Linked DNA regions of Mus musculus: regions 2, 3, 4, 5, 6 and 7 are each linked to region 1. Evidence: chromatin contacts called from public HiChIP or PLAC-seq and promoter capture Hi-C data. All regions are on one chromosome and are shown on one strand. Each heading gives the region's core, a stretch centred on a gene start, on an enhancer-like site or on the middle of the called end of the contact. The rest is flanking DNA. Distances are from core to core; before and after follow the strand shown. Region 1 holds the start of Rrm2b (ribonucleotide reductase M2 B (TP53 inducible)). Region 2 overlaps Gm41302 (a long non-coding RNA gene). Region 3 has its middle 7.6 kb from the start of Gm34724. Region 4 has its middle 14 kb from the start of Gm34724. Region 5 holds the start of Baalc (brain and acute leukemia, cytoplasmic). Region 6 has its middle 34 kb from the start of Gm34724. Region 7 has its middle 34 kb from the start of Gm41301.

Region 1 (3,265 bases), core at 589-3,088:
TCTTTCACTTATGTGCATGCAGCTGCAACTATGTATGTGTGTGTGTGTGTGTGTGTGTGTGTGTGTGTGTGTGTACCATTTCATTCCTGTATCAATCAACAAATCTGAAAAAGCTGGTGGAACACTGTACTAGAAGCAACAACTTGGAAAGTTGAACCTAGTTCTAGTAATGAGTCTTAGGAACGCCATTCTGGCTTAAGTGTTCGAATATCGGAAAAAAATCTACATGTTAGGAGACTAATAAACCTCATTTATTTCCCTTTAAGATGGCCCTTAAATCAACTGTGCTAAGATCACCTGAAGTGCCTGTTACAAAGGCAGGTTGTAGGCTTGGTAATTTAGTTTTTATTAATCACTCCACATGCTTCTGATACAAATAGCCCGCACTGCCCTATCATATCCAAAATAAAAATAAAAAACTAAAAAACAAAGTGCTTACGATATCCCGAATCTCAAAAACTCTTGGATTCGTTAAAAAAAAAAAAAAAAAAAAAAGTACTCACTAAAATTTATTCTAGGTCTAAACCTTTGCTCTGTCTTTATGAATTAAAAGTAATTTTTTTTTTTAAAAGTTAACTTTCAGGTGTTAAGCCAGAATGATTCCTGGTGTCATTGGCAAACCAGAGAAGTCTAAATATTGCCGGAAAGGAGAAATTGGTGCTGAGTATCTTTGTTTCAAGGGGAAAATTAAGGGATAGACATAATTTATTATTAAACGATTACAGAATAAAAATCAACTTAGAACCTCCATCTTTGTCTAGAAATGCCAGTATAAGCATGAATATATGTGGGCTCAAACTTTTATGGCCCCTTCCAACTTGCCACAGTATTAACTTCAAGACACCACAAAGAGAAACAGGCTCACATACCAAAAAAAAAAAAAAAAAAAAAAAAAAAAGTATTACTTGTATTCCAGATGGTTTAGAATATTTGTCTCCAAAATGTGGAGTTGGAATTACACAGTAACAACTTACATTACTATAAAGCCGTATAATTTTTGTTTGCTCTTATTACATACTTCTTTCTGCTAGCACGGGTTAATTTTAGATTTATTAAACACTTTGCATAAAGCACTTCATTCTTTGTGAAGGAAGAAACACTTCCACTACTGAAATGAAGAGACACCCCGAAGATTCAGTTAGAAGTTCGGTGTGAGGAAAACTGGTCTCCCAGTCTTTTATTCGTTGTAAGGGTTTCTCGTCCTCCCTTCACCTGTCATCTCCTCCCCTCATCCACCTGCATCAGTTTCCACACGAGTTCCTCAACTGCATCTGATGGTTCACCTCTCTTGCGTAGATCCGTCACAGCCCTTTTTCACCCGCCAGGGCTCCCGACAAGAAAAGAAAGACTGGAGAGCAGAGGTTGGAGAACAAGGGGACACGGAGACTTCCTCAGCCGGGACCTGAGTGTTCCTGCTCCGCCCTGAGCAGAGCAGCACAGCGTCCATGCTCGCCCTTCCCGACTCCCCAACACTAGCCTGAGGTGAGGGCGCTTCCTTTCGGCCTGCACAGTGTTTCTGACGGCGACGAATAAAATACTACTCTACAGCGGACCTGCGACTGACTCGCAGCAACCTAAAGTCCGGGCGTGACCCAGGGGTGGAGGATGAAGCGACTGCGACATTTACCTCACCCTTCTCCGGCCTGGCCGCTTCCGGCCTTTCCGGGTCGCCCATCGCGCAGACTCCACCAGAGCCACCCGAGCTGAGGAACTGAGCGCGGCCGACCAAATCCTAGTAGGATCAGATCGTCCTGTGCGAACCTCCTCCTGCTCCGGGCACGCCTTGCCGCGCCGGTCCTGGGTTCTAGCCGGCCCATTGAGGGGCCTTCTCTGCGGTGGCTCCGCCCAGGCACGCTACTCTCGGCGCCTGAAAGATCCGCCTTTCCTGCCGGCCCCGCCCCACTGCCTAGAGATCCGCCTACCTCAGCCGGCTCCACCCAGCGTCTCAGAGATCCGCCTACCTCAGCCGGCCCCGGCCCGCCCCGCCAGAGATCCGCCTACCTCAGCTGGCCCCGCCCCTCGCCGCCGAACTCTGCTTCCTCGGCTGGCCCGCTTCTCTTCACTGAGCAGGGTCCCCACTCCGGCGACGGCTGCGTAAGTTCAGTCCGCAGTACCAGAGCACTTCAAGCCTGTTCTTTAGCGTCGCATGACCCCGCCCACTCTTGCTCCCCCAGCTTCCGCGCTGTTGCCCAGCCTGTCATCTGCTCTGAATTCTAGAGCGTCTACTGGAATTTGCAGTCTGCCTACTTGTGCCAGACTACCTGGTACACGAGGTGACTGGCACGCCGGGACATTCCCTAGCCCTCGTGGTGCCCCAGCGACACGGTAGGTTGCACCCAGTCAGTCCAAGAGACTGCCAGAGTGGCTGTAGAGCTGCCCACTGGATGGGATGTGGAAAGCAGGGTGGGAGGTCGACACTGTTAAAAACTCCAAGGAGAAAGGAACTCTTGTATTTCAGCAACCAAAAGGAGAAACTGGAGGGGGAAAGTGTGTGCGTGAATGGAGCTTGAGAATGAGTAGGAAAAATAGCTAAATCCTGGGAAATACCTTGAAGTCTTTGTGATTGTTTAACTGAGTAATATTTATTGAACTTTCACAACCTGATAGGTTCTATTCTGCTAAGCCCTTTATGTGAATTAATCTTTGAGATATTTCCCTGTAGTCGATACTGCAATTTTCATGTTCCAGATTAAACTGAACCCGAAGATAAATAGCCAAGATTAAGCAACCAAAATACGGTAGACTCCAATATCCTTGCTACGGATACTTTTCAAAGCAAAGGTTAAAGTTGTAAAGAGATTCAACACTTTTGTATTGCAAGGGCCAAAGACAGTGAATAATGATGGTGGCAATACTCTTGGTTGAATTGCTTCTATGTTTTCAGCATATGGTACATATATGGTAGTACGACAGAAAAATATAATGAGCGGGATGGGACTGTAGCTCATTAGGTGATGATGTACAAGGCCTTGGGTTCAATCCCCAGCACTACCCCTTCTTGTATACAAACACAAATAAGATATACAAATTAAATAATAATATGGTGAAAGAAGAGTTGAGTATGGTATTGAACACCTCTGATCCCAGCATCTTGGATAGGAGCAGGAGGATCGTGAAACCAAGGTCGTCTTGGGCTAGATGGGAAGATCCAGTCTCAAAGCCAAAAACCAAAAACGTGAAAAAGAAGTAAGAGATTTTCAGTAGATTCTGGAAAGAGCCTTGTTATGACTTCAACATCTGGCAACTGCTTGGTGGTTAGCCTCTA
Region 2 (3,735 bases), core at 309-2,808, 800 kb before region 1:
GCATCTCCAAACACTGCTATCTTCCGCTGTAACTAGGCTTCACCAACAGCCTCTCATAGGCTCTCTTCATGGTGCCAAACCTCAACTCCTTTGCATGATCCCTTCTGTCCTGGGCCATCAATTGCAACTGAGGTTGCACCTTCACCAATGGCCTTCCATGGCCTCTCAGAGTGCCGAGCCTCAGCTGCTCTGCATGACCCCTTCATGCCTTCAAAACCAGTACCACCTGGGTGATAACTCTTACACATTACCAAGGTACAACCTTGGCTATCTCTGGAACGCCTCTATGCTCTCAGAAAACACTTCCTAGAAGATGTCACCTCAATGATGCTGGTCGCTTCTTAATCACCGCTAATTTCTTAGCTCCAGCTAACCAGCATCAATAGTCCCAGTAATGTAAAGTTTTTGCTTTAGTAGTTCTGGTATCTTTTTAATCACAGCTGATTCTTCAGCCCCAGCTAACCAGAACCACAGAATCTTCACAAAATAGCAATGGCCCTGAAAAGAGTCTTTAATCTTCCCTCTGAAAATTCACAAGCCAGGCCTCCATCTTCTGCACTGTTCTCAACATTATCTTCCAAGCTCCTACACAACATCCCACAGAACTCTTAATACTGAATGGATCGTCTAGCTCAAAGTTCTAAAGTCCTTCCACAGTCCTCCCCAAAACATGGTCAGGTTGTTACAGGAATACCCCACTCCTGGTACCAATTTGTCTTAGTCAGGGTTTCTATTCCTGCACAAACATCATGACCAAGAAGCAAGTTGGGGAGGAAAGGGTTTATTCAGCTTACACTTCCATAGTGCTGTTCATCATCAAGGAAGTTGACACACAAAGCCAGCCAGAACAGGGACCATGAGAGGGAGAGAAAGAGTATAGCAAGAGGTTTAGTACAAGGAGCTCATTATGTGTTTTCTTTAAATCTGTTTGTGAGTGTGTTTTCACACAGGAAAGGTTAACAGTGGTTATCTTCCTCAATTTTTCTCCACTTTATTTAGTTTAATTTTCTTTAACTCAATTGTTACATATGTGTGTGCATGTCATAGCATGCATGGAAGTCAGAGAAAATGTTCAGTGGCTGGTCTCTCCTTCCACCACACAGGTCCCAGAGATCCAACTCAGGTTGCCAGGCCAGACAGCACTAATCACCTAACAACGCAACAGCTCCTTTCCACCTTAGCTTTTGAGACAGGTCTATCTGCTGATTTGGTAGCCTGGCTGGCTAGTGAGCTCCAGGGATCCTTTTGTCCCTGCTCCAGCCCACATCTCAGCTCCATGCCTAGATGTTTACAGGGAACTGGGGAATCAAACCAGAGTCCTTGTGCTTGCCCAGTGCAGAAACTTTCTTTTCAGCCCTCAAGATTTTGATAATTAACTTTGTTCCTCTGTGGGTGGGGAATCCCTCCCATCGTCCCCCCTCTCCAATTCCTAAAGGGGCTACTTACTGCTATCAAGCTAATTACCCACCAACAAAAGGCCAATGTTTAACTTAACTAGAATGCAGCCTTCACAGCCACAAGTCCTTCCATGGTCTCTCTAGCCAGATTGGAAGACTGACCTGGAGGAATGTTTATAACAATAGAACACTCAGGCAGCCAGCAGGTGCAGGGGAGTGTGACGGCTCGCCACTGTGGGGAGGGGTGTCACACTTACAGTTGGGGGGGGCACACTTGCGCCTGGGGTGGGGTGGGTGAGGCTGGAGCAGGGGCACGACCGGACAGCACGACCTGGTGACAAATCCTCCACCTCTGTCACCTGTATTCTTTTCAACCCTCCACTTGCCAGACAGGTCAGCACCACAAGAACACAAAGTTCTTGTTGACGTCCTCCCAGGAGGTCTCTGAGCAAAGCCACTTCCCTGCTGGGCCTCTGCGAGGGGGCAGGGGTGGGGGTTGGGGGGGGGATGAAGAGCCACAAGACAGCTCCCCTGCCAGAACTCCCTGGCACCTGGAAGGGAATCCTCATTAAGATAATTTTGGGAACGTTTACAAAGATGAAGTTCAGGGTCATTGCTCCCTGTAGTTCCTAGTAAAACCTTTGGTACTTGCAGGAGGGAAGCCAGGGACGCAGAGGACATGCACTGGAGAGGCCAAGAATAGCAGGCCTGGGCCAAGGGCTAGTCCCACGGGCTCCTTGGAGAACCCGGGCAGCTGCGTTACACTTGACTACTGTTCCTGGCCAGTACACCTCCAGTGGGGACAGACTGCCAACCTGGCTGTGCCCAAGCGTGCAGCAGTTCTTGACTTGGGCTTTATGGGAAGCCTAATTCATTTTCTCAGCTAGGTGATCACTCTCTGTCTGTGTCTCTCTGTCTCACTATCTTTCTGACAGGTCTCACTCCATAGTATAGGCTGCATGGTGATTAAAGAAGTCATTTATGGTCAAAGAAGGAAGTATTGGATCTCTTGAAACAAAGATGTGAGATGTCACAGGAATCTAGACAAAAAGAGGGCACAGTAGTGGAATGCCCTTGAAGCTTTAGAGACATAGGCAAGCACAGGCCCTGGGCTTGGTCTTCCCTGCAGGCACCTTCTCCCTCAGCTCAGACCTGCTCCTGGGGAGTTCCTGCCCTTCCTACCTCTATCTGCCACTCAGAACTGAGCTCAGCTCCTCCCCTACGCATCAGCTGCCAGCGGTCCCCTTCTTTCCTCCTCCTCTTCCTCCTCCTCTTCCTGGTTATTTTCAAAACAGGGTTTTTCTGTGTAGCTTTGCTTGGAATTCACTATGTGCACAGGCTGCCTGCCTCTGCCTCCCAAGTACTGGGATTAAAGACCACTCAACTTCAGGCTCCCTTTTTAAATCATATAGCTACTACATCTTTTTCAAGTCTAAATATATGGCTATACTAGGCATGGTGGCAGATGCTTTTAATGCCAGACCTTGTCTCAAAACAACCTGTCTCAAACCTGTAACCCTGTCTCAAAAACAAGCAAACAAACAAACAAAACAAATCTAAAAGAGAGAGAGAAATACATTGATGTGATTGTTTTGACAGCTTGAACCATTTTGTAAGAAGACAATATCCAAGCAGCACCAGGAAGCTGCAACTGTCCTCTTCTTTGGATCGGCCATCATCTGGCCATCTCCTGTTTTAGGAAGAGGGATAGATTCCCTATTCTTTTTACCTTATCCCTGCCCAAATTAGACCCACACCTCTGGGCAGGTGGCGGTTTCTTCAGTCCTATGAGCCCCTTTCCTTTGCCTTTTCCCATCAGGCTAACCCTTTAGGATGTGACCCTCTATCGCTCTCCAAGGAGAGTTGCTGAGTCATTTGGTTTCCCACAAGGATCCTCTGGCAGTACCCACCCTCCCGTAATTGGAGGGAGGCATAGTATCCAGTCTGGAGGGAGAAAGTGAACGCTTCATAAAGCCTTCTGTTTTCTAGGAAGCTGAAGAACGATGGACGGGGATGAGACTCACACTTCATCTACAGGATTGTCAGCGCATACAGTGAAAACAGGAAGAGAAGGAGGAAAGAAGGGGACCTCTGGCAGCTGACGCATAGGGGAGGAGCTGAGCTCAGTTCTGAGTGGCAGATAGAGGTGGGAAGGGCGGGAACTCCGGGAGCAGGAGGTCTGAGTCCAGGGAGAAGGTGCCTGCAGGGAAGAGCCAAGACCAGGAAAAGACTGGGCCCGGGAAGGCTGTTAAGCCTCACGCTCTGGGAGTGGGAATGAAACTGCAGGGGCAACGGTGAGCTCAGATGTTATCTAAAGAGGGCAAAGAGATGGCTCTTG
Region 3 (3,767 bases), core at 74-2,573, 910 kb before region 1:
TCTCCTCTCCTTCCAGCACTGTGTCTGCCTGGACACTGCCATGTTTCCTGCCATGATGATAATGGACTGAACCTCTGAACCTGTAAGCCAGCTCTGATTAAATGTTGTCCTTTGTAAGAGTTGTCTTGGTCATGGTGTCTGTTCACAGCAATGCAACCCTAGCTAAGACTGCAGCCCTGTAGGACTCCCCAGAGTCTGTGGGGCTCCCACCACTGCCCCATTGCAGGTCTGCTCTTGCTTTTATCATCTGTATTTCCTGAGAGGGGCCATGGGCATTCCTCAGTCTTCACTTCACTTCACCACCTGCCAAGGCAGAGAGCTGCTGGTTTTAAGAAAAGATGAAAATGTTGGGTTCACACTGAGTTGCCATGAGAAACATCTGCTTTCATCAAAGTAGAAGGTAAGAGAACATTCTTAATCTGTTTCAAATTATTCAGTTATGAAAGTGGAGTCAATTGAAGGTTTGCTAACTGGCCAATCAGAGATCACAGTTTTGAGCAAACCTCCCCCAGTGCATACTCCACGGGATCGCTCTCCTGAGAATGTTAGTAGGAGTGAACACCATGTTGGACATAATCCTTTGTTAATGGAGTGTAGGGCAAGGAGGGTTACACACAGTTTCTATCGCTGGGCCTATCAGAGCCTGCAAACCTGTGTTGCAGACCTCTCAGGGCATGGGATAATTTCTAAGTTGATGTTCAAGCTCCCAGATTCATATCCTTCTAAACACTCTCTGAAAAACAGATAGAAATCCCAGGGAGGTGAAACTACACTTCCTAATTATTCTAGAAAGACAATTGTGGAAGTAATTCTCTGGAAAATGCCAGAGAATTCCCTCATTCTGTGGTCATATGTGAGGATTTTAAGAGGCAGAGGACTGCAGGCTTTGGAGAAAAAGTGGCATTTATTCAGTGTTCTCTGGCCTGACCACCTGTCATAGGTGTACATAACATGTGTCCTAAAGAGAGCAGGTCATGGCCTGGCATGCTAGCAGTATTGTTATCCAGTTTTCGCTCCCGAGCAGCTATGTCCCCAATCCCACCCTCGTTACCTCCCTAGCACCCCTTCCTGTACCTCCTTCTGCCCAGCAGCAGCACAGAGTGCCTGGCCTGCCTTACACAATGTGTTCACTTAGTGGCCCACCCGTTGTTAGTGACATAAGAGTGTGGCATTGTCCTATAGCCTGCTCCATCACAGCCTTGGATGGGTGGGCATCCCAAGACTTCCCTTTCCCTCCTCCCGACTTCCTCCTGCAGACCCTGCAGAGCCTGTGGGCAGGTCTGCTGGGCTCCCCACACCCACTTCTGTCCTGTTGCCTTAGCAACGAGACTGAGAAAGTTGGGTTTCCTGGTATCCAAGGTTACAGCATTCAGCCAGCTGCTACATGCTACCAATACATATGGATCCAGTTGGTGAATCGGAGGTTTTAATTGTATACAGGCGGCATGCCTGATCTGGGTCCACACATGAGACTTTTATTAGTAACCAGAGCCCAGAGTGTAAAAAAGAGCATTGGGTTTCCTTTTCCATGTTTTGTGGTCCTCCTGGAATCAATGGGAACAGCTCCCCTCCCTCCCCAGGATCAGGGAAATAGGCTGTGAATGCAGGGGAGAGAGTGGTAGAGATGGGGGAACAGATGTGTGGGTTTGTCTACTTAGATGGATTTGCACAGTAAGAGGAGGCTTCTCTATATCTTAGAGTTACAAACCTGGGTGGCCCTTTCTGGGTCGGCTCTCAGCACGGCTTAGTCACACGTGCTCATTAGGCCATGAGTGTAAAATCACACAGGTGTCTCATGCCATCCTACCAAAACCTGAGGAACAGAAAGATGTTAAGGGGCCAAAGTGAGAGACGGAGGACTCTGGGCAGCCATCCTGTGGAACATGATCCTGCTCCAGGCAAGTGACCTCTTACTGGAAGGAAGTTTTATGTCTTCCTTGTGTTTGCTCAGAGAAATTAAAATGCCATTAGCTTCAAACCAGTTTTCAATGAAAGGTTCGAGGTTATTATGACAACATTTTCCAAGCTAAAACAACTGGTCCGATCAGAGACTCTGAAATACAAAGAGAGACAAAGCCGTAAGTCCATGTGCTTTCCCATTGATTACACTGATCCATGCAGTGCTGGGCAGTGAATGGGGGCTTGGATTGGACATGCCACGCTGCAGTTTTGGGAGTAGAGGACAGCTTGCTTGCTGGTGCCAGCTCTTGCTTTCCACAGTCTGGTGGCAAGTGCCTTTACTCTGAGCCATTCTGATGCCCTCCTCCAGACGTCCCCTGCTAAGAAATCAATTTGACGACTTTATATAAAATAAATGTAAAACAACCTCTCACCCAGCCATGTGTTCAATCAGTTGTCATCAGCAGGAAAAATACTAATGGAACCCACATTCTCCCAGGAGGTTCAGCATGTGAGCAAGGGACACCAAGGGGTAGATACCATGTGAGGGATCCCATGGGGGTAGATTCCCGCTTTTATTCACATGCTCTTTTCTTTCAAAAACTCAAATGATATTTTTACTAATCTTTTTGTGAGTATTGATACCAATGTTAATAGAAATTTCTGAGTATTGATACCAATGTTAATAGAAATTGACCATGAAACCAGACTTCTAAGAAACATACAGAATGAATATTAAGAGATCTAATTATTAAGCTCAGATTAGTAAATTCGTAAAGTCATACAGTTCCTACTTCAAAAAGTGTGATCTTTGATTTGTGAGTCATGATCCATTAAAATTTATTTATTTATTTATTTAATGTGTATGTGTATTTTCCCTGTCTAAATGGCTAAGCACCATGTGTGCAGTTCCCTGAGCGGCCAGAAGACGGCGGCAGATCACCTGGAACTTGAGCTCTCTCATGATGGCTGACATCTGTCCCCAACTTCTGTTTCAGGCTTTTTTCTGGCCTTCAAGAGTACTCGGCATGCATGAAGGTGCTGGGAACTAATTCTGGGGTCCTCTGGAAGAACTGCAATGGTACTTAACCACTGAGCCACCTCTCCAGACCCTATGATCTATTTTCTAAAGGAAATTTTATCCCACTTTCCAGGATTTAATAAGCATTTGGGTCTGCAGAAGCTGGAATTTTAAAGAATGAGACTGAATTCTTTGCACTACATCTTAAAGACATGTGATATCAGTGTGCCAAGAGCTTTGTTTTAGGGGAATCAGAAGTGGCAAATATTAGTAGTAATTTAAGTTGCTCTGAAAATTTGGGCAGCATGGCACCTGTACCATCCTGTAGGCTTTTAAGTTAATAAAATTTAATTGTGCAATTTGCTTCTTTATATCGCTTATAAAGTTATAAGTGCAAATACAAGAACACCTTCCTGTTACTCAAATTGTCGTGTTGTGGAGACAGCTGATCATCAGATAATATCCAGTACTTTTACGTTCCTTTTTTTTTTTTTAACAACAGCAACAAAATTAAGAACACATTCCACCCCACTTTGTTTTTTTTTTTTTTTAAAGATTTATTTATTTATTATATGTAAATACACTGTAGCTGTCTTCAGACACACCAGAAGAGGGAGTCAGATCTTGTTACGGATGGTTGTGAGCCACCATGTGGTTGCTGGGATTTGAACTCTGGACCTTCGGAAGAACAGTCGGGTGCTCTTACCCACTGAGCCATCTCACCAGCCCTCCACCCCACTTTGTTTAAAGGAAAACTAGATGTAGCTGTGCACATCTGTAATGCTGGCCCTTGGGGTTTGGGGGCAGGAAAAGTAGGGGATCAGGCCATCCTCAGCTGCAGTGTGAG
Region 4 (3,573 bases), core at 190-2,689, 930 kb before region 1:
AACAAACGTTTAGATTTCAGCTACCCTGAAGGATGCCTCTTGGATGGCCATGGCCATGAATATCAAGTGGCAGAAAGTGGTTCGTGAGTAGGCTGGTGCTCATAGATAGGCCTTAGGAGGTTCTGCTTTCCTTCTGAAATTAAAACAAGTAAACAGACATAAAGAGTCTGTAAGGCTGGATGTGCTTTCTTCTGCTTTGTCCCTTATGAGAGAGGGCATGGTGTCTACCTGTTTTTCAATTTCCCTTCTGTCTTCCACCATGCAAGAACACTGTACGGTGAAGCTTCCTGTATGCCGGCACCTTGGGCTTCAGCTTATAGCCTCCAGAATGTCAAGAAATTAATTTCTCGTTTTTCATTGTTCTGTTTGTTTGTTTGCTGTTGTTTTGTTGAGATGGGGGTCTTAAATAGCCCAGGCTAGCCTAAAATTCACCGTGTAGTTGAAGCCGACTTTGGATTCTGGATCTTCTCCTCTCTACCTCACAAGTATTGGAATTCCAGGTGTTCCCAGCTTTTGTGGTCCTGGGGACTGAGCCCAAGACAAACATTCTACAAACCAATTACACCTGCAGTCCCTAAATGTCCCTAAATTACACCCCCCCACACACACACAGTAGCTGCTTGGCTAGACATCCCTGCCCCCAGCTACTCACCTATGACAACACTGTGGATGTGGAATCCCAGTCTGAGCCATGCCTCTACTTCCATGCCCACTCAGAGGCTGCCAGTACTAGCCTGAGAGCAGTCCTCAGGCCTGGCACAGCCTGGTGCTCATCGTCATCCTTCCCTCCCAGGCCTGTGCTTATGATTTCCCGGCATCTTTCAGACAGAAGGCAAACATTTACAGTGGGGGGAAGGCTCATATCTATCTTAGTCATATTGTTTGTCAAAAAGAACACAGAACTCAGAAACAGAGTGCCTGAACTCAGAACTCAGATCTGCAGCTTCCCGTGTGGCCTGGACTATCTCTTCCATTGTCTTCTGAGTCTGATTTCCTTGTTTGCAGAATGAGAATTGTCATTATTCCTGATCATTTTCCTTTCAGAGAGCTCAAACTGACTGAAGCCTGATAGGAGCTCAGCAGCTCCCATCTGAGTCACTCAGGATACAGGTCTGCTTGCATCTACATTCCTCAGCATTCCAAATGCAGGCACAGCCCAGGGTCCACAATGAATGGAGTCAGTGGTCGAGGTAATCCACTCTAAGCTCAGCTAGGACAGAGCATATGACAGGAGGAGAAGCAAGTCCCCTCAGTATGTTATGGTCTTGTTCTCTGGTTGTTCATTTGGAGCTCTTTATACTGGACTGAATTTTTTCTACCCAGAAGTCTGGAATGTTCCTTCCCTCCCCCAGTTGCTATTGAGACCAGAACTGCCTGCAAGAGCAGCTGAGCAATCCATCAGGCACTGCAGCTTGGCTGGAGATGTGAGCCCACTCTGAATGAGCCTTTCAGCGACACAAGGCTCCTGTGGGGGTGTTATAACTTCATGGCTACAACATTACAGGCATTGTTCTAAGCTTGCACAAAAGCCTTTGCTCAACCCAGATGCCCTGAGTTCTGCAAACTGCCCATCCCTCTGCCACATTCTTTTCAGACGAGGTTTGCTGAGTAGTTCTCACAGGATTTTCTGGGGTGGGGCTACATGTAGGCAGAGATATCTGGGGCAGGGCTACCTGTAGACAGAGGCATCTGGGGCGGGGCTACCTGTAGACAGAGGCATCTGGGGCGGGGCTACCTGTAGACAGAGGCATCTGGGGCGGGGCTATCTGTAGACAGAGGCATCTGGGGTGGGGCTACCTGTAGACAGAGGCATGTGACAAAGACCAGAAGGATTTTGTTGCTACTAATTAAAACTTGATTTTCTTTAATATAAAATTTACATCTGCTCCTAGGTGTTAAGTGTGACTCCTAATCAGGACGTTGAACATTTCTGTCACCCCACAAAGTTATCCTTTGTCTCTTTCTTTTCAATCCTGCTCCATCTTATAGACAGCAATAGGCCTGACTCCCATCATAATAGGTGAATTTAGCCTTCTTGAAAGTTTCATATAGATGACACTGTACACCATGTATTCTTTTTCTGGATGCTTTTTAAAAAAAGATTTCTCCATGTATCAGTATGTTGTATGTGCGCAAGTGTATGAGTGCTGCAAGTGTATGAGTGCTGCCTGTGAGTATGTGTGAGTGTGTATGTGAGTGTGTATGTGAGTGTGTGTACACCAGTGTCTATGGCTGTCAGAAGGGAGTCTTTGGATCCCTTGGAGCTAGAGTTATAGGTTTGTGAGATGTTCCATGGATGTGCTGGGAGCTAGCTTAGGCCCTCATAAAGGAGCAACATGCTTGACAGTTGAGCCATCTCTCCAGGCCCTGGATCTGAGTTTTTTTTTGCTCTTGTTATTGCTTGGATCCATGGTACATTTAAAAATTTTTTTATTGGGGAGTAATTTCCCATTGCACAAAGTACATTAGGTTATTTCTGTAGTTGAATAGGACATTTGGCTTCTTTTTTCTTTATTTTATTTTTTGGTCTATCATGAGTAGGGTTGCTATGGGGATTTATGTAAGAATTTATGAAGGTGTATTTTCCCTAGCCTTGCTAACTCATATGGCAGGAAACTGCTTAACTCCATAAGACACTGTCACACAGGGCAGTCTCTTTTCTCATAGTCAGTTTCACCAACAGTGTGTGAAACTCCAGTTGTTCCAGTCCTTACACACCTGCCTCCCTTCCCATCAGCTCCATGGGAATAGCACACGTGGTCTCTCCTAGAGTCTATGGAATATTAGTAGAATCACCATTTGCTACACACAGCTCTGGTTGAGACAGATGGGAGTGGTCAGAGGGCTTTGGTAGCACTGAGGAGCTCTGACTCCTCATCTCTCCATCCCTCACCACGTTCTGATGATTTTCCATGATCAAGATCATCACTGTCATTAATGTTCTGGAAGTTTCTGTTTTGGGTCTCAATCCCTGAATCTGGGACAAAGTTAAGCTCTTGTTGCAAGATCAAGAAGATCTTTGCAAGCAAACAACATCGAGAAGGGTGCTTCCTTCTCTGTACCCCTTCACCTCTGCCTGTTGGCCTTCCTCGGAAATAATTTTACTGAAGTATGCAGCTCTGCTCAGACACCAAGTCTTTTTCATCATTTGGGATAGACAGAACTTTGGGTAATGAAAGACGCTCCAGCATCATAAAACACCATCCACTGATGTCAGTTAAGGCCTGCACAACTTTCTCCTCCAATCTTGGCTTCTAGGAGCTCTCCAGGGTTCTGCCTCACATTAAGTCTGCTGCCAGACACTAGGGTTACAGGCTGCATCCATCCAGCCATCATCTCTACATGGTAAACTCTGAGGCAAGCTTATAGTTCCAACCCAAACCCAGATGTCATGACTCCCTGTGTGGTAGCCCTGCCTTCCTTTTTTTAATCTCTCAGTCAAACTCAGTCAAACTGTTTAATCTCTCAGTCAAACTGCCATGTCTTCCCAGCTTAAGTGCATCTAAAATATGGGAATGAATGTCCTTGGGCCTTGTGTAGATTCTTAATCTAGGTTTGAGAGGGACAATGATT
Region 5 (3,774 bases), core at 543-3,042, 970 kb after region 1:
GCAGCTACATCTATGATCATAATATAAGGATCCTGTGCAGTCTCTAAAGTCCTCTGCCTCAGAATCTAGGGGGACTTTCAGAAATCCATGTTCCTGAGTCTCTACTGAATCAGAAATCTGGGCCAATGGATGTCAGGATTTGCATTTTAAGACACCATTAATGGGTTTCCTAAGCACTAAGGTTGAGAGCAGCCTGCTTGGGAGTTTTACTAGGAGGAAGCACTTGCTTGTACCCCAAGCCTCAGAAAAGCACAGGTCTAGAATTAGACTTCAATGTCTCCTCCTTTACAGTAAGGGCAAGTCCCCCACCCCAGGCTGGAGTAGGAAGAGAGTGGTAAGCAACAGATAAGCAGATGGCACCCAGCATCAATGCAGGGGCTACTTTAGTCACTGAGCATGGATCATGGTTCCTAGTTCACAGGGCTCCTGTGAGGGTTAAAGGGGCAACATGCACAAAGGCTCTAACGATGTCTGACACAGACAGGGTAAGCATTATTTATGGCCTAGCACCAGCTGTCTCTTCCTCACAATCCTCTCTTTAGCCATGTTGGTTACATTCTTAACTTATGACTCACACAATCAGCTAAGTGCTTACCGACTAGCCTACCGAGCCTGGCCTATAAGCTGAGATGTTCTGATAGCAAGCTAAAAAAATGAGGCCAGCCAGGGATCGTTGCCATATGTAACCTTTCTAGATTGCTTAAGAGGGTACCCCAAAAGGTCAGCCACAAACCCCGTGTTTCTGTTGTGTGAATCTAGCTTGTATTTCTTACCAAAATGTGAAAATACAGAAAAAGGACAAAGTAAACTACATTTCCCTCTGTTACCCAGAAGTGTAGCCTATACAAAAGACTGGCTGGTCACTTTCAGCAAATCAGCTGCAGTCATGAGCCCAGGACCTCCTGGGCTCAGAAAGGGCCTGGCTCAAATTCAAAGCTCAGTGAACACTGTCTTGACACTCTTAGTCATTTTATTTTTGAATTTGAGTCATACAAGTGAAATTCAAGGCCCCTGGGTACAGCTTCCTGTTGTGAGCCAAGTCCCAGATGGTGGACGGCCATCTAGACTAGGCTGGTGGAGGAAAAGGGATGGCCTCTCTGGCTGTTCCCTCATGCCCGTAACTCCTGTGGCATCTGGCTGGCTTCTCTCCGCTCATTTGGCAGATCCCTTCTTTGATCCCTGGGCCTTTTTCTCCTACAAATCAGGTACTTGTTGTGTGTCCTGAATTCCCATCTTGTCCTCCTTTTGCTTTTTAGTGAGGTCATTTATTTGAAGTTCTGTGTTTCTTGGCATTTGTTGTGGGAGACACACTTGCTCAGTCCAATAGGTGGAGACTAGGAAAAATTATCTTTGTGTAACCGTCAAGAGAGTGACCTTACTTCTAGGAATTTATCCCAGAGAACCACTAGGAATAAAATTATTAATCAAAAGGAATGTTATTCCAGTAACATCTAGCATTAGAACGTGGAAACAAATATCCAGTTAGAGGGCATTGGTTAAATGATTGCTTGTTCGTACGACCAGCAGACGTGTAAAAAATAACATGGCCGAGTGTTTAATAATGTGGAAAAGTTGCCATCAATGTGTTAAGTGAAAACTTCAAGCTACAAAGCTATTTTTAAATCTTATTTTTAACGTAAAAACACACGTATTCTTACAGGAAAAGATAGCTTTACCAGGTGGAACTTGAGGCCACCTTTTGCTATTAGCTGCCCTTTCTTTGCCACCTTGGGATTGCTTGTAACAGCTGCCATTTGCAAGCCTCTGGTGCCATTCTCTCCTTGCCTCCCCAGGTGTGCTGGAAGACGGACTGTCCTCTAACGGGGTGCTCCGACCTGCAGCCCCGGGTGGAATAGCCAACCCAGAGAAGAAGATGAACTGTGGGACCCAATGTCCCAACTCACAGAACCTCAGCTCAGGCCCTCTGACCCAGAAACAGAATGGCCTCTGGGCCACAGAGGTAGGGTCAAAACTACAACATCAACTGGGGATGGAGAACAGGGGTGGAACTTACAAATCGGGACCACCAGCACTGTGTCCAGGGAAGGAAGACCTCGGGACCTCGGGAATCGAGGTTTTCCACCACTCAATGTAAAAACTTACTGCAAATGCCATTTTAATCCTTTCCTTGTGGGCTGTTGAGTTTTATTTAACTTATAGAAACGAGTCCTAGAGAGTTGCCCTCTGGAGGAAATGTGTGTTGGTTCAGGTACACAGCTTTGTCCAAAAGTCTCCTTGTGTTAGGCAGCAAAGCCAGCGGAAGGAAACAAAATTGGCATTGTACCTCATACCCTCTAATCAGCTGGTCAGTGCAAGGGTCTTCAAGGGTGACTCTTGTAAAATATCATACCAGCATCACCAGAAAGCTTGCTGTTTGAAAGAAGGCTGGATGCGGTCCTGGACCAGGCTGGCATCCTTTGATCCCTTACTTCCCAGAGGTTCTCCTGCTGTGCCTGGCTCCTCCATGGGGTAGGGCTGGGGGAGTGAGGGCTGCAGCCCAGAATGAAAGCTCTGAGCAATTGGAGACTCTGCAGTCTCTTCCTCCTCCTCCTCTTCTCCTCCTCTCCTTCTTCTTCCTCTTCCTCTCCTCCTCTCCTTCCTCCTCCAATTTCCTCATCTTCCCTGAAGTCCACCATTTACTTGAAGGTTCAGAACCCACTGATCCCACCTGTCCCAGCTCTGGCCTCCTGCATCCCGAGGGCACAGTTTCCTACCTAGTGATGGTATTCTTTTTGTTTTTTCTTCTGATCAGTCCCTTACATGGTAGTTTATTTCCCAAAGCACTTTCTTTTTCTGAGTTGATAGATCACAAAAGCATTGTTTTGTGTAGATGAAGACAAGGATCAAGTTTTTCCGTTACAGCAAAGACATTGTAAACATGTACATGGACCTTAAATAGCATACAATGCCATGGGGAAGAATGAAAACTAGCTAAACCCCGAGGTGACCAATTTTATTCCATTTCACTGTGTAACAAAGCTTATCGTTTGCAAGAATTTTGCGATGGAATTCCTTTTCACATCATTAAGTTGCTTTCAGTGGCTTTGATCAGCAAACCAGTTTCAAATTTGTCTCCAAAGTTCATTACCCGAGGAGACTTGTAGAGTCAATCTTTCAGAATCTCAGGTTTCTTAAACATATAGTGGAAATAAAATAATATCCAAAGGAACAGACAGATGGGCCTCCTCTTATAGACTGCGATACAAAGAACAATGGGAAGGAGGGACAAACATGATAGCTGGGCCCACAACACAATGACCTCATTAAGTGGAATGCTAATGGAGCCCAAAGGCTAGCTGGGGAAGGGAGATGGAAGGGTCTTGTATTGTCTACTTTGTGCATCAGCTGACTTTCAGGAGACCCAGTCATCATTGACAGAGTGCAAGGCAGTTTGGGGTCCACAGAACCATGTTCACGAGGTTGAGTGTTCTAGAGAAGGTCCAGATGTCTGTCTCCTAATCCTTCTCTCCATATTTGAGACACAGAATGTGTTATAGTGGAGAGATGGCAGTTACCTGGAAACAGCTTGATCTACATGCTTGTTTTCCTTGTGCCACATTCTGCCCTCCTCACCCATCATTTCAAAGTTGTGTTTTGCACTTAAAAGGGTGCTAGCTCTTAGGCCCTCTAGGCTTTGGAATCCTCCCAACAGCATCATGACCATTTTATAGGCAAGGGAAGTAAGGCATGCACTGTATGGCACAGATAGTACCATATACGTGATGGAGATGAACCTGGTGGATCAGAGCATCACAACGCAGGGCATGGGGCCAT
Region 6 (3,256 bases), core at 660-3,159, 880 kb before region 1:
TGTTAACTGCTGTTAATTGAGGCATATAATAATCAGGGGTGCCCCAGGCGGCATTTGCACCCAATGTGAGGACACAGATGTCTACTTCTAACTTGGGCCAATGGGGCTCGGCACCAATCTTGGAGCTGGAGTTAGAGCAGCCCCAATGGCCAGGTTAATAGACTTAGAAACTTGTTGAGAAAACACATCTACCTCATTACAGAGCTTGATCATACCATTTATATTTAAACTCTTGGTTTTACCTCTCAGGGCAGCCCTACATGCTGAATTGGCATTTTCAAGAGCAAGTTGTCAAACTAACAGACCCTCACTTTCCTTAGGTCCCAAAATTTTCTCAGCTGCTTTCTGGCAACGAACTGCGCATAGGACTCTTGGGGCCCTTGTATAATCTTGGTTAGGGGCATAGTTAGCGCCCTTGCTGCAGGGACAGCGCGCCAAGCTCTCAGGGCCGCTTGTGCTGTCTGGGCGAGGACAACAGGGGAGAGCCCTAATTGTTTTATGTCTGTAGCGAAATTGCCTTAACCACAGATTTTGTCAGCAGTTCAGGAGGCTGTCTTCCACAAACTCTGACTTTCAAGTTAAATATTGGCCTCTAGTGAGGACAGACTGAATAACTTTATTCCATTCATTGGGTATCAAGTAGCCTTCTGCTAAACCTTCTAATAGAGATACTGTGCGCCGGCAGCTTAGTTTTGCTTTTGTGAGATGGCGATTGGGAGCTTTCTAAAAAATCTTCAGTAAGGGCTAGGAGGCAAGCACCTTTTCCGCCCTTTTCTGCCTGCTCAAGGAGATCTCTGATGATTCCCCAATAACTAAAAAAGGACTCATGGACATCTTCTCCTTGTTTTATTAAACTATCGATTTCTTTGTCTACTTTATTCTAAGTTTCAGAACCATTTAATACCAGCCATGGACATTTCTTGTCCACAAAACAAAAATATATTATTAAATTCCCCCCTTTTTTAAAAACTCTTATCCCTCCCTCCTTAAGAGAACCCTTTATCTCTTCACTAAATGCCCCATGGTTAATGGGACAACAACTGAATGCCTAGGCTTACCTCCCGACGTCCGTACTCAACACTCGAGTGAAGTGTCAGTGGACTGTCCCACTGTTTCTCTGCGCGGTACCTCTTTAATCCTTAATCCGTTGTCCGGAGGGCAGTCGTACCTCGTGCCCCACGTTGGGCGCCACTTGACCCGTCCAGCAGGTCCAGTTATTCGAGGATCTCGAGGGGACCTCCTCCTAATAACCAAATGGGGGGTAGAGAGAGACGAGGGTCTTGTACGAATAACGACACGGAAACCGTTCTGAAGTTGTATCAAGACCCCAATGTACTGAGAAAGGTCCAAGGTTTAAATGCACAAGCAAAGGGGGAAGTACAGATACTTATCAGTGGGAGGGGTAGGGCAATACAAGCAAAAGGAGAAGTACTTATGGGAGGGGGGGCAATAGAAATTCTTTCTTTTGACAGCTACACCGGGAAGCAGGAACTTGGTGGTATCAGGGTGTGGTCAGGACAACGGTGATGACCTAGGGCTGGAACCTCCCGTGGTTCTCGGAATCCATGTGTCGGTGGCCCGCTTTTGACCCTCTTTTCTTCTCGGGGGGAGAGGCCCAATTCAGAGATCAGGACAATAGCGTTGCCTTAATGGCTCCCAACAACGTCCCCTGTGTTTTCTTGTCTCAAGGGCAAAATTACTCTCAGCAGAACAGCATCAAATCAAGAACATGGGCATAATGTTATAAGCAAAACCCTACAGTGAAGGTATGGAGGGGAGCTGTGGGCACACCCTGGTCAGACTCTGCCTCTCTGCTCATTCCTTAAATGAACCTCTGACATCTCTGCCCACAAGCAGACCGAAGGCAGTGCAGCCCTGATGTCAGATCTCAGCTGCCTTTCTCGGGTGGGGTGAGTCTGAGATGTGTGTTCTACCCCACCCCACTCCATCTGCATTTCTCTGCACTGCCCAGCTTTCCACCCTCCCCTTCCACTTCCAGAAAAAAAAAAAAAGAAAAAGAAACAAAAAACAAAAAACTACACATTTGAATCCTTTCCCTAGACCTGCTTCTGGGAAGCTCCAAACTCAAACGCCACAGAAAGATAGCCTCAGGCCTTCAGGATTCTTCTACATAAACATTGCCCCAAACTCCGCTGCAGATGATGAAATATTCTAGACCTTTGTTAGAGCTATGACCACATAGATAGCCACTAGGCACAGCTGGCTTCAGAGTGATGCTTTGTAGCTGATATGACTGAAAACCTTCATTTTACACTTTTACTGAATTTTAATGAATTGCTATGTAAGGGTTTGTTATTTGCCGAGAAATGATACTCGAGACTCAAATAGTTTGCAAAAGCAAGGAGCATTTCATTCTGCAGAAGACCAGCATGCGGGGGTCCCTCATTCCAAGATGGAGAGACCCCAAAATGAGCTTGCAGGCCCAATTTAAAGCACAGTAGGGAATTTCCAGGGTAGGTGACCTCTATCTTAATCTGTTGGGTCATCTCTAGGAACATTCCAGAACCATTGCTGGGGGTGGAAACTGTTGCAGAGGAAGTCAGGAAACTGCTGCTGACCCATTGCCCTTGCCTCAGGCCAGGTGGAGGGGCAGCTTCTGGTGGCAGGGCAGTTTCTGACTAGCTGCCTGAAGCCTGTTTTTTTTTTTTTTTTCTTCAGTAACTGACTTGCCTGGGCTTGCCCAGTTCTTAGAAACAGAGATTTAGGCCTAGTCTCCTTAACTGACCATTTAAAGGCTGTCTTGGGATCAACCTATCTCATCCCTCTCTGCTATAGTAGTATTGGTATGTACTGTGTGATTACTGTGTAGCAATACCTACAGACATGTCTTTTGGTTTCTACCCATCCTTGGAGAAGCAGAGCTATTTGATCTATAAAAAATAAAGGCTGGTGGGGTGGGGAGAAGACTGGCTTTGGGCAGTTCTTCTTTCACCTGTTTTTCTAGAAGGAAGCACACAGTTGGAGGAGCATGATTTCCCTTAAGGCAGATGTCCACACCATCGTGAGGGAGGGACTGATAAATGATTGACAGACCTACACTATCCATGAAACTGGTACCACTCAGGATGCCTGTAGGTCCTGTGTTAGACCAAATAAAATGATGCCAATTGTCTTAGTTAGAATTGCTATTGCTGTGATAAAAACCATGGCCAAAAAACCCCCAAGTTTTTGAGGAAAGGGCTTACACTTTCAGCTCACAGCCCATCTCGGGAGGAAGTCAGGACAGGAACTTAAG
Region 7 (3,489 bases), core at 50-2,549, 860 kb before region 1:
ACGGTATTGTCCATCTGACCATTGGTCTGGTGTAGAGCAATGGCCTTGCTCGTATATCTAGTAGGGACAATTACGACGCTGTGGTGATTTGACTAAGAAATGTCCATCATAGGCTCACATATTTAAATAGTTGGCCCCCAGTTGGTGGCATTGTTTGAGGGGAATTATGGAGCCTAGGAAAAAGCTTGTTATAGCTTAGCCATTTCCAGTACTACAGTTCATTCTTTGCTTTGTGTTTACAGTAGAAGATGTCACCTGTCAGCTCCCTGCTAAGGCTGCCTGCTGCCAGGACTCTCTCACCATTATGGATTCTCCCCTCTGGAACCGTAAGTCAACAGAAACTCTTCCTTCCTGAGTTACTTTTAGTCACAGAGTTTTATCACAACAGAAGGCAACTGATAAGCATGTGACTTGGGTCCTTTGCATTTCTTAGTAACCAAGGTAACCCTGTGTGGAAGCAGGGGAAGCTCTGAGTGAGTGTGTGTTGTTGACATGATAGGCTATGTCAAAAACCCCACAGCCTCAGATGCACGGGGAGCAGCACCCCGCCCCGCCCCGCCCCCGCCCCGCCCCCGCCCCGGTGAAATGGAGGAATGGTAAAGTCTTTTTCTCTCAGTGAGATGTGTGCAGTATGTGCAGAAATGAGCAACTGCAGCTTCATCATGCTGGATAACTGCAGCCTGAGACTGCTCCTCTCCAGAGAGATCTACGTAGACTAGTGAGCCACTCCCACTATGCTGCACTTAAAAAAAAAAAAAAAAAGCCTAGGTTCTGGGTTGCTGTGCAGTAATGGTGCTGCTCCAGCAGAGGGAGCACGACCTACCTGATTGTCTGTCCCTTCTTTCCTTTACTACCCAGTCAGGGCAATCCCTTGTAAGACAAGACATTTCCCTTCCAGCACGGCAGCTGGACTTCTTACATGAAGAGCCAAGTACCCAGCAGCAGTGATCTTCAACTGTCAAAGTGAGTCAATGCTCGGATCTGGTCCAAGTAGACACAGAGCCGATATAATAGAAGCAGAATAGATAGCATCAGCCCGCGACCAGTCTCCTGTGATGACGATAACCATTCAGCTAGTTATGAATGGACACTGACAGTTTTAAGAAATTTCCATATGCACAAGAGAAAAGAGCTACATATTTTCTGCTACAAAACCAAAAGGTTCCCAGATGCCTCCCCTCAAATGAGTGGCCATCGATAGGTTTCCCGGAGCACAGTGGCTGTTATCAGTTATTCATCCACAGAGACCTTCAGAGAGGACACAGCTGTGAGGTGGTTGTGAGTCTGGATATCTGATAGCTTTCCCCTCTCCTGTGCTAAGCTCAAAATTGGCCACAAAGTTGTCTTACCTCCTAATCCCAACTGTGGAGTTGAGTCAAATTGACTTTACAGATAGGGTAGTTACGGATGCTGAAATACAGAGCTTATCTCAAGTTGCCTGGCCATATGCAATGTGACCATAAGGACCGTTATAACTGGGACGCAGGAGACCAGGGTGGTTAGTGGGAGAAGGAATGGTCAGAAGCAGTGGGCAGCCTCTGGAAGTTAGCACAGACAGGGAACAGATTGTCCAGTAGAGCGGCTCTTTGACATTGGCCTCTGAGCCATGGAGAGCAGCCCCAGAAGGCTGGCCATCTGTTAGTGACCTTGGAAGCTGGGTGGTACTACACACTGACTTTCTCTTGAGTGCTCTTTCTCTGTCTTGTATGTTTTAAAGTTTCTGTGACTGAGTAGAGTGAAAGAGAGCTGTGGCTTTGGGGACCAGGACAAATGAGGGGAGGTGGCACTATAAAGTGTTCCCCTAGGGGCTAGAGAGATGACTCAGTGGTTAGAACACTACTGCTCCCACAGAGGACCCATGTCTGGACCCCAAACCAGCACCAGTCAGCTCCCAACCACCTGCAGCTCCAGGGCCAGCAGATCCACTGCCCTCTCCTGGTCTCCAGGGGATCCTGCATCACCTTACAGACACATGCATACATGCAATAAGAATAAATCTTAAACAGAAAGGGGTATGTATGCATTGGGGTTACCTAGCTGGAGACTTTCAGGCCTCTGTGCTACACGTCACTTCTCCCCAAATACTTGCCCACCTGCCCCTTAAAAGCCTGCTTGTTAGCTGGGTGGTGGTAGCACACGCCTTTAATCCCAGCACTCTGTAGGCAGAGGCAAACAAATGTCTGAGTTCAAGGCCAGCCTGGTCTACAGAGTAAGTTTCAGGATAGTCAGGGCTATACAGAGAAACTCTGTTTCTAAAAACAAAACAAACAAATAAACAAACAAAAAGCCTGCTTATTTTCAATTGAGTATCTGAGGACAGCAAGCAGTCCAGACTGCTTTCTGTTGTTTGGCTAAGCCATTGGAAAATTCTTGTACATGTGTAGACTTAACTGTCTGCTTTACCCCCCACCCCCACCCCCACCCCAGGCCTTAGAATCAGGCCTGGGCCAGAGCAAGTCCTGAGCTGTTGCTGACAAATGGCTACATAGCTACACAGTTTGTACATTTTACATTCACAGGCTTGTGGTGAATGAATAATGTTTGTAAGATTTCAGAGAAAAGGAGGATGTAGCAATGCAGACTCCAGACTGAGAGAAAAGCCTGCTGTTAGGGGTAGAGAGAGTGCCAGTTTCTACCTTCAGGTTGCCTTCCCTCAGGCCACAGCACCATCTTCTGGACAATGGTAAACTAGGGTTAGTCTAAAATTCCCTCAAAGGCTAAATCCGTGGATTAGCTGGAAAGAAAGGCTGGCCAAGGGCATGCAGGACACACCCAGCTGCTTGAAGTACACCATTGTGTATGTGCAGTTTGTGTGTGTGTTTGCGAAGCTAACACAATACAGTGGTTAAGATTTCACATGGTTCACAAACATAAAACCAGAATAGAGAAATGCCACAGACCCTCTGGGCCCCTTTGTCTGCGTGGAACGGGTCTCTAGTTGCGGGTGGACAAAGCGTAGGATGAGTGACAAACAGACGCACACAGGAGAGTTCGTGTGGAATCTGAATGTAATGTCAAATCGAGCATCAGACTTTTTATGCAAAAGACAATAAGGAAGTTGAGTGACATATTCGCAAGGTACAAATGAGGTAACCAGATGCTTAATGACTCTTACACAGAACAGAGGAATGAAAATGCAAAGACTGGCAGGAACTGGGCAATAAAACAACTGAGACAAAGTCAGCTCTATCTAAGGTCAGCTATAGTCTTAGAAGCCAGGTGTGAGGTCTTTACACTCCTAGGGCAAGGGCTTTCACACCCAAGTCATGGTTCTAACTAGGGAGTTCCGATCTAGCTAACCATCTCATGAATAATGCAATACTCTAAAACCACATCCCGATCTACTTTCTAAACCATTGTAAATTCCTGTATATGGGAGCGACTTGGCTTTTATTGATAGTGTAATACCAGAGGCTACTCTGAATGTCACTGTCTAGCTCAAGGGCGTTCTAGGACTGTTGGAACACTGAGGCTTTAGCTATGTCAGAA

Evidence for each region. Promoter capture Hi-C pulls out the DNA fragments that hold promoters and counts their contacts. HiChIP or PLAC-seq counts read pairs in DNA pulled down with a chosen protein or histone mark.
Region 2: a promoter capture Hi-C map of embryonic stem cells shows a contact between it and region 1, with 4 times the contacts expected there. The contact joins the enhancer-like site here to the promoter of Rrm2b in region 1. A contact is called at or near these places in 6 of 39 promoter capture datasets (the 3T3-L1 cell line, cranial neural crest, embryonic stem cells and 3 more) and 2 of 115 datasets of contacts at active chromatin or transcription factors (embryonic stem cells and forebrain).
Region 3: an H3K4me3 HiChIP or PLAC-seq map of forebrain shows a contact between it and region 1, with 7 times the contacts expected there. The contact joins the enhancer-like site here to the promoter of Rrm2b in region 1. A contact is called at or near these places in 1 of 39 promoter capture datasets (hippocampal neurons) and 3 of 115 datasets of contacts at active chromatin or transcription factors (the SCID.adh cell line, embryonic forebrain and forebrain).
Region 4: a contact with region 1 is called in a promoter capture Hi-C map of hippocampal neurons, with 4 times the contacts expected there. The contact joins the enhancer-like site here to the promoter of Rrm2b in region 1. A contact is called at or near these places in 2 of 39 promoter capture datasets (hippocampal neurons and stem cell-derived epiblast-like cells), 4 of 115 datasets of contacts at active chromatin or transcription factors (astrocytes, embryonic forebrain, extraembryonic endoderm stem cells and 1 more) and 2 of 9 other capture datasets (adipose tissue and liver).
Region 5: an H3K4me3 HiChIP or PLAC-seq map of bone marrow-derived macrophages shows a contact between it and region 1, with 5 times the contacts expected there. The contact joins the promoter of Baalc here to the promoter of Rrm2b in region 1. A contact is called at or near these places in 1 of 39 promoter capture datasets (liver) and 1 of 115 datasets of contacts at active chromatin or transcription factors (bone marrow-derived macrophages).
Region 6: an H3K27ac HiChIP or PLAC-seq map of embryonic stem cells shows a contact between it and region 1, with 2.9 times the contacts expected there. The contact joins the enhancer-like site here to the promoter of Rrm2b in region 1. A contact is called at or near these places in 4 of 39 promoter capture datasets (the 3T3-L1 cell line, embryonic stem cells and hippocampal neurons) and 5 of 115 datasets of contacts at active chromatin or transcription factors (astrocytes, embryonic forebrain, embryonic limb bud and 1 more).
Region 7: an H3K4me3 HiChIP or PLAC-seq map of forebrain shows a contact between it and region 1, with 11 times the contacts expected there. The contact joins the enhancer-like site here to the promoter of Rrm2b in region 1. A contact is called at or near these places in 6 of 39 promoter capture datasets (the 3T3-L1 cell line, cranial neural crest, embryonic stem cells and 2 more), 2 of 484 Hi-C or Micro-C datasets (cortical neurons and palatal mesenchyme) and 5 of 115 datasets of contacts at active chromatin or transcription factors (embryonic forebrain, embryonic limb bud, embryonic stem cells and 2 more).

What each region holds. Positions count from the first base shown.
Region 1 is chr15:37,959,217-37,962,481 of GRCm38.p6, forward strand. It overlaps Rrm2b (ribonucleotide reductase M2 B (TP53 inducible)), which reads right to left and starts at 1,839. Exons shown (of 9, transcript NM_199476.1): 1 at 1,628-1,839. The coding sequence starts at 1,675. Gm49085 (a long non-coding RNA gene) reads left to right here and starts at 1,942. Exons shown (of 2, transcript XR_003951596.1): 1 at 1,942-2,325.
Region 2 is chr15:37,162,818-37,166,552 of GRCm38.p6, forward strand. All of the region lies in intron 1 of Gm41302 (a long non-coding RNA gene), which reads right to left. Gm34820 (a long non-coding RNA gene) reads left to right here. Exons shown (of 3, transcript XR_383949.3): 3 at 3,387-3,735. Among named protein-coding and RNA genes, the nearest start is that of Gm41302, 3.6 kb to the right of the region's middle. Within about 2 kb of position 1,559, at least 11 of the 459 cell types and tissues checked have an H3K27ac peak or open chromatin away from gene starts, as enhancers often do. A contact at or near this core is called in embryonic stem cells, where this site is marked.
Region 3 is chr15:37,051,953-37,055,719 of GRCm38.p6, forward strand. No RefSeq gene overlaps it. Among named protein-coding and RNA genes, the nearest start is that of Gm34724, 7.6 kb to the left of the region's middle. Within about 2 kb of position 1,324, at least 57 of the 459 cell types and tissues checked have an H3K27ac peak or open chromatin away from gene starts, as enhancers often do. A contact at or near this core is called in forebrain and hippocampal neurons, where this site is marked.
Region 4 is chr15:37,030,347-37,033,919 of GRCm38.p6, forward strand. No RefSeq gene overlaps it. Among named protein-coding and RNA genes, the nearest start is that of Gm34724, 14 kb to the right of the region's middle. Within about 2 kb of position 1,440, at least 99 of the 459 cell types and tissues checked have an H3K27ac peak or open chromatin away from gene starts, as enhancers often do. A contact at or near this core is called in adipose tissue, astrocytes, extraembryonic endoderm stem cells and 2 more, where this site is marked.
Region 5 is chr15:38,932,117-38,935,890 of GRCm38.p6, forward strand. It overlaps Baalc (brain and acute leukemia, cytoplasmic), which reads left to right and starts at 1,793. Exons shown (of 2, transcript NM_080640.6): 1 at 1,793-1,960. The coding sequence starts at 1,793.
Region 6 is chr15:37,078,607-37,081,862 of GRCm38.p6, forward strand. No RefSeq gene overlaps it. Among named protein-coding and RNA genes, the nearest start is that of Gm34724, 34 kb to the left of the region's middle. Within about 2 kb of position 1,910, at least 14 of the 459 cell types and tissues checked have an H3K27ac peak or open chromatin away from gene starts, as enhancers often do. A contact at or near this core is called in embryonic stem cells, where this site is marked.
Region 7 is chr15:37,099,687-37,103,175 of GRCm38.p6, forward strand. No RefSeq gene overlaps it. Among named protein-coding and RNA genes, the nearest start is that of Gm41301, 34 kb to the right of the region's middle. Within about 2 kb of position 1,300, at least 88 of the 459 cell types and tissues checked have an H3K27ac peak or open chromatin away from gene starts, as enhancers often do. A contact at or near this core is called in cortical neurons, forebrain and hippocampal neurons, where this site is marked.